3 separate regions of the Rattus norvegicus genome follow, and all the other regions are linked to region 1. The links are chromatin contacts, called in public Hi-C maps. All regions are on one chromosome and are shown on one strand. The core of a region is the stretch at or near the end of the contact, and the rest is flanking DNA. Distances in the headings are between cores, read along the strand shown.

Region 1 (3,466 bases), core at 539-3,038:
GTATAATCAAGATCAAAATGATACAATTGTATCTGAAATTCCTGTCAAGTAAACTGCACTTGATTAATTTAATGGGGTTGGAATTTTTAATATGGATGCTGTGGAGTAGGGAAGACAGATGAGCAGGATCAGGTGCTTTTGGCTTGTAACTGGACCACTGGACCAGCTCATGACCGCGAGTGAGTCTCGAAACAACAGTATGCCAGCCGTCTTCTCGGGGAGCCTCAGTGATAAAAGATGTGTCCTGCTGGTGTTTAGCCTGGGCCCCTGGCACTTCCTGAACCAAGCACGTGGCCCAGGAAGACTGGACGGGGCTTCACGTCTCACAGACACGCTGTGCACTGATCTTTGCTGACTACAGGAAAAAGCAAACCAACCCTTGAAGTTCTTGTGAATTCTAGCCACAGCCTAGCCAAGCCTAACCTTTAGGCTTTGTCTGAATGTCAAGGGACTGAACCAGAACTTGGTGATTCCTAAGCTAACAGCGAAAGGGGGATTGCAAGGCTCACCTAGCACATGGGCCACGTTGTCACAGGGACACACACTGTGCTTAAGAGAAACTGCAATTGTTGGAAAACACTGCAACTTATTTTCTTCAGTTGAAATGGCATGGAGGAGATTTTAACAAATGAATTTTTGTAATGACTTCTCTCTTTTGGCACAATGCAAGTTCAGAAAAAGGCATTATGGCAGACTGGCTTTTGCTACAAAATAACAAGTAAGAAGGGAAAAATATTGTGTCAGTTAAGGAATTCTGATTGTGTGCTCATCCAGCCAGACACTAGACAGTAATAAGGAGACTATGCTTAATTCCAAATGTAACATTTTACAGTGACAGGCTGGGAGATGTAGCCCCTACCAGCACAGATGGCAGAAAAATGCTTAGTGACTCTTTTTTCAGATCTCATGTCGTGCTGTGGGAAGATATGGCTGAAATAAATACATTTTATTTTGCTTTGTGACATTTTTCCATATGATTTAATTATAGAGAAGGGTACATAGGAGAGGTTTGTTATTAAGTGGGGCCTATTATATGCTTAAGAGCAAACTCACATCTTTTGTCTGGAGCACATTTTTAGGAAATAAATTGTGCACGCCATGTAAATAATATGACATTTGGTTGCAGTCAATTTGCTTGATGTGTTTTGCCCGAAGGAACAGGTGATCCAAAGTTTAATCTGCCCCTCGCCTGCCTATTCTTAATAACTTGGCACAGTGAGCAGTTTGGGGATATCAATATACCAATTAACTAAATAATCCTTTCACTGACGCCGAAATAAAGGGTTGATTCTAATCTACATTTTTGTTGTTGCTCTTGCCGTCGTCGTCGGGCAGGGCAAACGGAACAGGCAAGGCAGTCAGTGCAGACAGCCTGGGAGAAGACAGAGCCACTGTTCCCCTGCCAGATGCACAGGAAAGCAGCACAAAACACTCTCACATGCCCCTCGCAGAGCAGGGACGTCCTGGGACCCACTCCAGCCACGGTGGCCAAGGCACCCCCGTGTTACCCACACAGGCGTTTCTTTTACATTCAGTTTGTGTTTCCATCGAATCAAAGGGGTTTCTTAGTAAAACCAGCAAAAACTTCAAATAAGAAAACTTGTATTATATTAGCTCAGTCCCTCCCTCCCCAGCCCATTCTGGATTTAAAACTGTGTTTGTAAAAGTAAGCTAATGGGGTGCTGATCCACTGAAGCCCCTTCATTCTCTCCCCTTTCTCTTCTACTCTGTCCTACAGTTAGTCTCCCAGCGCTTCCCCGCCCACTCTCCAGGGCTCTGCAGTGATGGTTGTGCCTGGTCTTTCCTATCAGTTGGACTTGGCTGTGCTGTGCTGGCTAGCTTTATGCCAACTCACACAGGCTAGAGTCACCTGAGAGGAGGGAATCTCAATGGACAAAAGGCCTCCTTAAGATCAGGCTGCAGGCAAGCCTGTAGGGCATTTTCTTAATTAGAGACTTATCTAGGAAGGCCCAGCTTATTGTGGGTGGTTGCATCCCTGGGCTGGAAATCTTGGACTCTGCAAGAAAGCAGGTTGAGCAAGCCATGGGGAGTAAGCCATGGGGAGTAAGCCATGGGGAATAAGCCACGGGGAGCAAGCCACGGGGAGCAAGCCTGTAAGCAGCATTGTGCACAACACTGTTATTGTGCGTGGTCTCTGCATCGGCTCCTGCCTCCAGGTTCCTGCTTGAGTTCCTGTTCTTGAGGATGGACTTTGATGTGGAATTGTGAGCCAAATAAAACTTTCCCTCTCAAGTTGCTTTTGATCATGTGTTTTATCACAGCAATAGTCACCCTGACTAAGCCACGGGGCAATCCTCGAAGCCTTAACTCTGAATTCCTCAGGGACACCTGGACTGGACATGATGTCCCTCATCTGCTGCCCTTAGCTGATTCTCCAGAGCTTTCCCTAACATCCAGGTGCTTTAAGGATGTGGGGTTCTGGAGTTCTGGTATGTTTTTCCCCACAGGAAAGTAGCATCCTTAAGACTGAAGCTTTGTCCCTTTAGGATGGATTTCTGGGACCCTGTACTGCTAAGCCACCAGTACATAGATGACAGGTAACTGAAGGAATATGGTCACTTGCTGCTAGCAGTGCACTTTTGAGTGAGTCCCTGTTTCTATCAAGCTTTCCCATGGTTCCTGTTGGCTGCTCATCCTCCTCCCCGCTCCCCCAGAACCCTAAGGGTTCCGCCTGCATGCAGGGAATACGGAGCCAGTGCTTCTGAGCAAGGTTATGCCTTCCTTGTCTCTGCATCTTTAGCCTGGACTGACATTACCGTCCTCGCTGCCCTCCAGGGCTTCTGTCCACCAGGCACTCACTCTATAGACTCCAATCTGAAGTTCCATGTGACTTTGAAACTTTGTCACTGCACAGTTGGCTGAGGCCTTGGAGTTAGGGCTGAGGGATCCTTACCTTGGTAACAACTGGGGACCCAAAAGAGGTTAGGCTTATGCTTTCTGCTGTCAAGCTTCTGTTAAGACTCACCACTGCAAACCCTTGTCTAGAACTCTAAAGCAGGACTGAGATCATGAGCCCACTCAGCGCTGAGAGAGGCTCATTCTAGTGTCCTGTCTCTAAGCTACAAGGCCCATCTACTTCCCTAGGGCTCTGGTGTCAGACGGGACAGGGCTCCCATGTGGAGCTACAGCAAAGCTGACCCCTGCGGCCTTTGTTAACTGTGGGTTCTGTCGTTCAGTCCCAACAGCCCCGTTGGAGGTGACTGGTCCTAGGGACTCCAAGGCTTTCTGGCCTTTGCAGACCCCTAACCCAAATAGGCAGCTGGGATACTTGCCCTCACCCCTGGGGCTCAGAGACCCAGGACTGGACCAGCGGTCAAGGCAGAGTCACACTGGGCAGTGACACAGGAGCTTCAAAAGACTGAGTTGTCCTGGTCGGTTCACAGGAAGCTTCCTCACTCTTCCGAGCAAGAGAGCAAAATGGCAGCCGGAAGAAGCAGAAGCCGTG
Region 2 (3,559 bases), core at 203-2,702, 310 kb before region 1:
GAGACAGAATGACATCACCATTCAGCAGTGCTCACACCTTAACCCTAGATTCCCGACTGCTACCTTACAGCACCAAATGGACTTTGCAGATGGGATTCCTTCAGGTAATCTGCACTGGGAGATTATTCCACAGCATCCAATGGACTCAATATCATTACTAAGGTCTTAATAGGAGGGAGGCAGGAGGGTCAGAGTCAGAGAGAATAAAACAGGAAGATGCCAAGCCTTGTATCAACCATACTGGCTCTAAAGGAGGCCAGCTTCTCATCTCTAGAGCGAAAGACAATATGACAATAGCCATAAGAAACGAATACTCTCTCTCAATTATCTGCCCACTTCTCATGAAACCATGTGTCCTAGATTCCTAATAGTCAACTGGAGCCATCTGGTAAGGGTCTTAATTGAGAAATTTCTCAGATAAAATTAGTCTATGGGCATGCCTGTTGGGGCTATCTTGATTGGTAAATGACTTTGGAGGGGCCAGTCCACTGTGGGTGCACCATTCCTTGGGTAGGTTGTCTTGGGTTGTATACGGAAGTTAACTAAGCATGAAAATGTGCAGGAGCCAGTAAATAGCATCCCTCCATGGCTTCTGTTTCCAGTTCCTGATTAAGTTCGTGTCCTGACTTCTTGCAATAATGGACCATAACCTGTAAGCTGAAATAAAGGATCCTCCCTGGGGTTGCATTTTGTCATGGAATTTGTCATAGTAACCAATTGAAATAAGAACACTATATATGTTTCTGGAATACCACTAGCCATTATACCAAACACACAGTTACTTATGGTCTAGGGACATAGTTCAGGCTTGCCTAGCAGGTTTGAGCACCTGTGTTTGGATTCCTAGCACCAAGTAAAAGCCAGATGTGGCTACACAAGTCTATGATCCCAATGCTGGAGAGGCAGAGAGAGAAGTATCCTTGGGGTCCAAGTCGACGAGCCAGTCCAGGTTCAGTGAGAGAGCCCACCTCATAAGGTGAAAAGGAAGGAGAAAGTACTTAATGTCATGTTGATCTCTGACACCCCTATGAACATGTATACATACTACACGAATGCACACGTGCACACACACACACACACACACACACACACACACACACACACAAACATGACATACTGGCTTAAACAAACAGTGCCTAAGTGTTCCCAGGCAGGCTGGCAGCTGTCTTCTTGGTGAGTATTCAGGGGCACAGAGACCTAGGCTCAGTTAGGTGTGGCTTCTAAGTTCTCAGCATCTCCATCTCAGCAGAAAAAGAATAGGAACAGAAGCCCATGGTTTATTGAGGAGAGCATGCTCCTACAGATACAATTAGTTGTAAGAGGGGGGCTGTGGAATAGCACCACCTTCAGCAGATGACCCAAAGTCTTGCTGACACACCATATCCAGCTTGGCATCTGGTACACATGGGAGGCAGTTTTGTTTATTGGGTCCAGATGCCCATCCTCTGGTTCTGATGACATGTGAGTGGGAGGAGCATTGTCTTCAGTTTGCTTTCTATTGCTGTGGTGAAACACAGTCCAAAAGCAACTTGGGGAAAAAAGACTATTTTATCTTACATTCCCACTCAAAACCCAAGAAGGAATCTGGAGACTGTAACTGAAGCAGAAGCCATTAAGGAGCGTCATTTACTGGCTTGTTTTCCATGTCTTGCCCAGCTTGCTTTCTTATAGAACTCAGGACCACCTGTCCGGGATGGCTCCTCCCACAGTGGGCTGGACCCTCTCACATCAATCATTAATCAAGAAGCTCCACAGACTTTCCCACAGGCTAATCTGATTGAGTTACTTTCTCAGTTGAGGGTTCCTCTTCCGGATGACCCTGGCTTGTGTCAAACTGACAAAACACAACCCCGCAGAGCTGAGCCCTCTATTTGTTTCCCCTAGGCAGTTTCTGGGACCGTCCTTCCGAATGAATTTCAACCACACCTCTCAGGAAGCTTGCTGCATTAGTGATTTAAAGGTCTGTCATATTCACTATGTCCTTCCTTCGGGACTGAAAACTGTTCAAAGGTTTGTTCAAATGCTTCTTGGCCTTACTTTACTTGTCCTTTCTCTAACCTCTTTTACCAGCATTTACACTATCCCTCCTTTGCTTCAAATCTGTCTTCTCTTTCTATTCTTCCATTTTCTTTCGGGCACTTTGCAATACAAAACAATTTTGTTTTCCCTAAAATATTTTTTCTAAAAATATTTCTTGAGCTACAACTGGTAGTTCAGCACATAACTTATACATTTGTATAATACAAATTTGTCCTCTGGTGTGTACTTGAAACTTTCCTGTGATGTTATCTCAGGGTGACAACTTCTGCTATCCCCTTCTGAAATTTCAGCTAGGGGTGCTACTGCTTGTCTGCTTTGCAAGTTCTTTGATTGATTGATCTATCTATCTATCTATCTATCTATCTATCTATCTATCTATCTATCTACCTACCTACCTACCTACCTACCTACCTATCTACCTACCTTGCTTGCTTGCTTGCTTGCTTGCTTGCTTGCTTGCTTGCTATTTTTTCCCATCTTAGCATGTGACATTTCACTTTTCTTATATTTCTCTGGATGCAAAAACTCATGTGGTGTGAGTCCGACTTCATTGAGCCAGGTCTTACTAGAGCTCAGACTAAAGGACTTTCTGCTGGCCCTTTGGTTAAAACACTTTCATCTGTTGGCAGGAAGCAATTTCTTTAATCACTCCTTTCAGCTGTGTTTCATCTTCAGACCTAGCCACAAAATGTACACTTGGTTTTGGAGTGTTTGTACGGTTGAGGTCCCTGGGTGGCTTCAGAATGAAGCCTGGTTCATCTGCTCTTGAAGTTTATGGCATGACCAAGACTGAAGGAAGTCATGTCACCCAACAATGCTTAAAAGATTTATTTACAATTTTTTATTTATGTGTGTGAGAATGAGTTTCTGGGCACATGTGTGCAGGTAAGTGCCTGTGTACACCAGAGTGTAAGATCTCTTGGAACTGGAGTTACATGCATTTGTGAGCCACCTTGATGTAGATGCTGAGAACTGAATCTGAGTCCTCTGTAAAAGCAGTAAAGACTCTTAACCTCTCTGAGCCATCTCTCTATCCCCTCCCATATTTTAATTTTAGTTCTGTTGGTATGAGTGCAGGTGCCTATGGCATTCAGAAAATGTCAGATCTCCTGGAGCTGGAGTCACAGGTAGCTGTGAGCCACCTGATTCAGGTACTAAACTTGGGTCCTCTGCAAAAGCAATGAGCACTCCTAACCATTGAGACATCTCTCCACTCCTTTTTATCATTTAGATTCAGATCACAGAAACTTCTATAATGCACTGCAAGGCTCTTAGTTTCTTGCAAACTTCCTAACCTACTCAGAGAAGTACACACTTCCAACATTTGTCTAACTGTGAGAGTATATTCTGTAAATCCAGGAATGTAAGAGTTAATAAGTAAAACATCTCAACACCATCCACTTCTGTTTTTCATTGTCCTCCAGCCACTCAGCAAGGAAGATTCATTCAATCTACTCATTTTGTCTTTGCCGACCTTGTACTCCAGCCTCAGTTTCAATCTTGTAGTTTCCCTCCAACA
Region 3 (3,286 bases), core at 242-2,741, 510 kb after region 1:
TTTGAAATCCCCTTCCTTTTCTCCAGTGCTACAGTGCCCCAGTCCCCAGGACTCCCTTCTCAATGGCACAGTAGGCCTCAGACTCCGGGGAGCCCCTCAGCATCTTGCCCTCCTGCCCTCCCCTTGAGGGCTTATCAGAAAACTTCAGTTCCATCTTCTTTATACCTGGCTTTCCCACAGAGACGCAAGCAACAGGCAGCAGGACCTCACATTGCACACTAAAGGCTTCTTAACGCCTGGAGAACTGAGAGGGGCGAATCCCAGTTAGCAACATGGTGTGGGAGTTTCCGATGCTCCCACGTCCTTCCTATGTGACATTGCTCATTTAGTCATTTCAGGATTGGCAGTGTTCTCCATTTTGGATAAAGTGATAAAGTCACCTGTCGGAACAGAGTGATAAGTGGCAGAGCCACATTTACACAGACCACTGGGTACCACAGTCTGCAGTCTCATCCCTATTAGGTCAGGTTGCTTTTGAGTACATATTTATAGCAGGTAGCTAAGGGGGCATAACACTGAGTCTGAGCCCTGGTGCTTCTTCTGACCTGCAGCTCCCAAGCCTCAGTGGGTAAGGGCAAGCCCAGGATGAGAATGGCTCTGTTTTGCCTGTGTGCACAGGCTGCTTTGCAGTCATTTCATTTTTAGGGACAAATCTGGGGAGATAGAGAGATTCCATATAGTTTGTGGGATATGGCTGTTTCCTGAATTTGATATAAAATATGCATGTCTAGAGAGCCTCATTGACTTAATAAGGCAAAGAAGGAAAAAAGACTGAGCAGAAATAGGTAAAACTGACTGGATTCTCTATACTCACAGAATTTTGATTGCTGAGATAGCTAAATTTTTGGAAGCCTGGGTGTTGTTAGAACAAGTGAGCTCTGTGAACCAGCAGTTCCTAAGTGTTTGTGAGATTCTTAAACACTTGGTAAAGATTCAGCATCTGTGTTTGTCGTGGAACACTGACTGGTGAGAGCAATGCTTTGGGGGGCTCCAAACCAGACATTCCTTTATAAATAGTTTTTCTATGTGCTTTGGCTGTGTGTATGTGTGTGTGTGTGTGTGTGTGTGTGTGTGTGTGTGTGTGTGTGTGTGTGATGTCCCTAGAGATGGAACCTAGGACCCTGCCTATGTTAGGTGGTGTTTTGTAAAAACTGTTTTTGTTAGAATAAATGATCAATGAGTCCATGTTCAATTGTTCACTGTCCCTCTAATTTCTCTGTCTATGAAATTCACATGTAAAAACCACCGATTCTAAGAACTCAAACTCATTAGTTTGGAATTTTCCCCCAGAAATCTTTGTGTGGCTTTTAATGTATTGTGGTTTGTCCATTTGTCATGTGCTTGTTTTTCTAATAGAGAAAATGAATTCATGTAAAAAGAATCTTGAAAGCAGGGGCAGAGAATCTAAAAAGGCCACTGTTCCAGGACCATTCTCTGCTGTGGGTGAGGGGACACGTTGGGGACAGAGGGAGTACAGATGGCTGTGTGTAGCTTTGTTCAGTAGTTGCCTCGTGAAGAAAGCTGTGCTGTTGCTGGCCCTCACAGTGTAAAGCCACGCCATACTTTGCTCTGCTCTCAGTCTATGCAGGTCCGTTTCTCTTGCCATTACCCTGAAGAACACAATATTTCATCTGTGTAGCCTTTTACATGGTATTGTGCATTATGGGTAATCTAGAGATGACTTACAGTATATGGGAGGATGTGCATAGTCTATAGGTAACACTGATTTTTATTTAAGGATTCTGTATGTCCATACACCTTGGTATTGGCAAAGATTCTAGAAACAGTGTGCCACAGACAGGGAGGGGTAACTCTGCTACTTCAGGAAAGCACCCATCAGGTCTTTGCCCTGAAGGATGAAGGCATGAATTGTTAATTAAGGCATGAATTGTTAATTAATTAACTGAAAGAAAGAATAGCCAAACTTTCTAAGAGAGCAGTTGCAATCAATGATGTCCTCTCCTGCCCTCCTCTTCCTCTTCTCCTCTGTATCACCTGTGATGTTGTCAGTCTGCATTAGGCAATGGAAATGCAGACAACTATTGAACCATTACCCTTCTCCATCTAACTCGTGAAATATGCCATTCTCAGCTGGAGTATCATTTTTTGTTAAGTTAGACTTCATGTACTGTTGGAGTTTGAAAGCCTGAGTAGTTGCATTGTCATTTAATACATTGATTGGTTTAGAACTCACCCCTATCCATTGCATGAAATCACATTTTATAGTACTTTCCCTATAATGTTATCAACATGTAAGTAGGTTCTTAAAATATTATTTCTTGTGGGTATGAACAGAAAGCATAAATGTTTGGATAATAAGTAATCCATTTTAATAATACTTAACAAAAATTCAGAGACTGGCGTGTAGTTCAGTGGCAGAGTGTTTGTCTAGCATGCGTGAGGGCCTGCATCCAATCCCCAGCACTCACGATAAATTAATGGCTATATTTACAAACTCTGAAAGTTCACTTAGAATGTTTTGTCCTACAGAAATCAGCCAAGTAATAGTTCAGTGACATACATTCATGACGGCAGTATTCTTAATCATGAGAAACAGGCAATCAGAAGAATGTTTACACAGGTAAGATACATGGGATGTGAAGGTGACAAAGAACTAGGAGATATGGCAGCTGGTGAGGTACCTCAGTGGGATTAAGCATCACCAGGAAAGCCTGCTCTTGGGCCAGCTACATGAAACAAGGGGCACTCTGCCTCAAAATGGCGGAAGGAAGTAATCAATTCCCAGAAGCTGTCATCACAAATATGTTGTGGGTCACAAGTACAAATGCATCTGCGCCAACACCCAAAGGAAACCATGAAGTAATGAGGTGGACTTATAGGTACTTCCTTGGAAAGAATGCTGTAGAGTACTGACTACAGTGTACCCTTTTTGTATGATACAGTTTTTTCTTGAAAAGAAAACACAATTATGTAAATACCCCCATATATATCATATGTATGTGTGCTACAAATAACACAGTGGTAGAATAGTATGGGAAGACCTACACCAAAGGGTTTCTAGTGCTTACTCTTTGTGACGGTTTATTTCAATTTTCAACTTGAGATCCAGAATCATGTGGGAATGGGCCTTGGGCATACACAGTAAAGAATTATCTCGATTAGGTTAACTGAGGTGAGAAGACCCCCAGGCAGTGGCACCGTTTTCTAGGAGAGGACATTGCACTGGACATAAAGGTGACTGTGAGCTGACGGCAAGCATTCATCATTGTCTGCTTCTTGAATATAGCTGGTTACAATGTAATCAGCTGTCGCTGTGTCTTTGCTA

What was found. A called contact is a pair of places that touch in the nucleus more often than the background predicts.
Region 2: a contact with region 1 is called in a Hi-C map of frontal cortex, with 2.7 times the contacts expected there. The contact joins two enhancer-like sites. A contact is called at or near these places in 5 of 12 Hi-C or Micro-C datasets (the A7r5 cell line, Schwann cells, frontal cortex and 2 more) and 1 of 1 datasets of contacts at active chromatin or transcription factors (oligodendrocytes).
Region 3: a contact with region 1 is called in a Hi-C map of Schwann cells, with 6 times the contacts expected there. The contact joins two enhancer-like sites. A contact is called at or near these places in 1 of 12 Hi-C or Micro-C datasets (Schwann cells) and 1 of 1 datasets of contacts at active chromatin or transcription factors (oligodendrocytes).

What each region holds. Positions count from the first base shown.
Region 1 is chr1:52,747,558-52,751,023 of GRCr8, reverse strand. All of the region lies in intron 4 of Pacrg (parkin coregulated), which reads right to left. Among named protein-coding and RNA genes, the nearest start is that of Cahm, 190 kb to the left of the region's middle. Within about 2 kb of position 1,788, at least 52 of the 93 cell types and tissues checked have an H3K27ac peak or open chromatin away from gene starts, as enhancers often do. A contact at or near this core is called in Schwann cells, where this site is marked.
Region 2 is chr1:53,055,439-53,058,997 of GRCr8, reverse strand. No RefSeq gene overlaps it. Among named protein-coding and RNA genes, the nearest start is that of Qki, 120 kb to the right of the region's middle. Within about 2 kb of position 1,452, at least 9 of the 93 cell types and tissues checked have an H3K27ac peak or open chromatin away from gene starts, as enhancers often do.
Region 3 is chr1:52,239,761-52,243,046 of GRCr8, reverse strand. The region is part of intron 1 of Prkn (parkin RBR E3 ubiquitin protein ligase); the gene reads left to right. Among named protein-coding and RNA genes, the nearest start is that of Prkn, 190 kb to the left of the region's middle. Within about 2 kb of position 1,491, at least 6 of the 93 cell types and tissues checked have an H3K27ac peak or open chromatin away from gene starts, as enhancers often do. A contact at or near this core is called in Schwann cells, where this site is marked.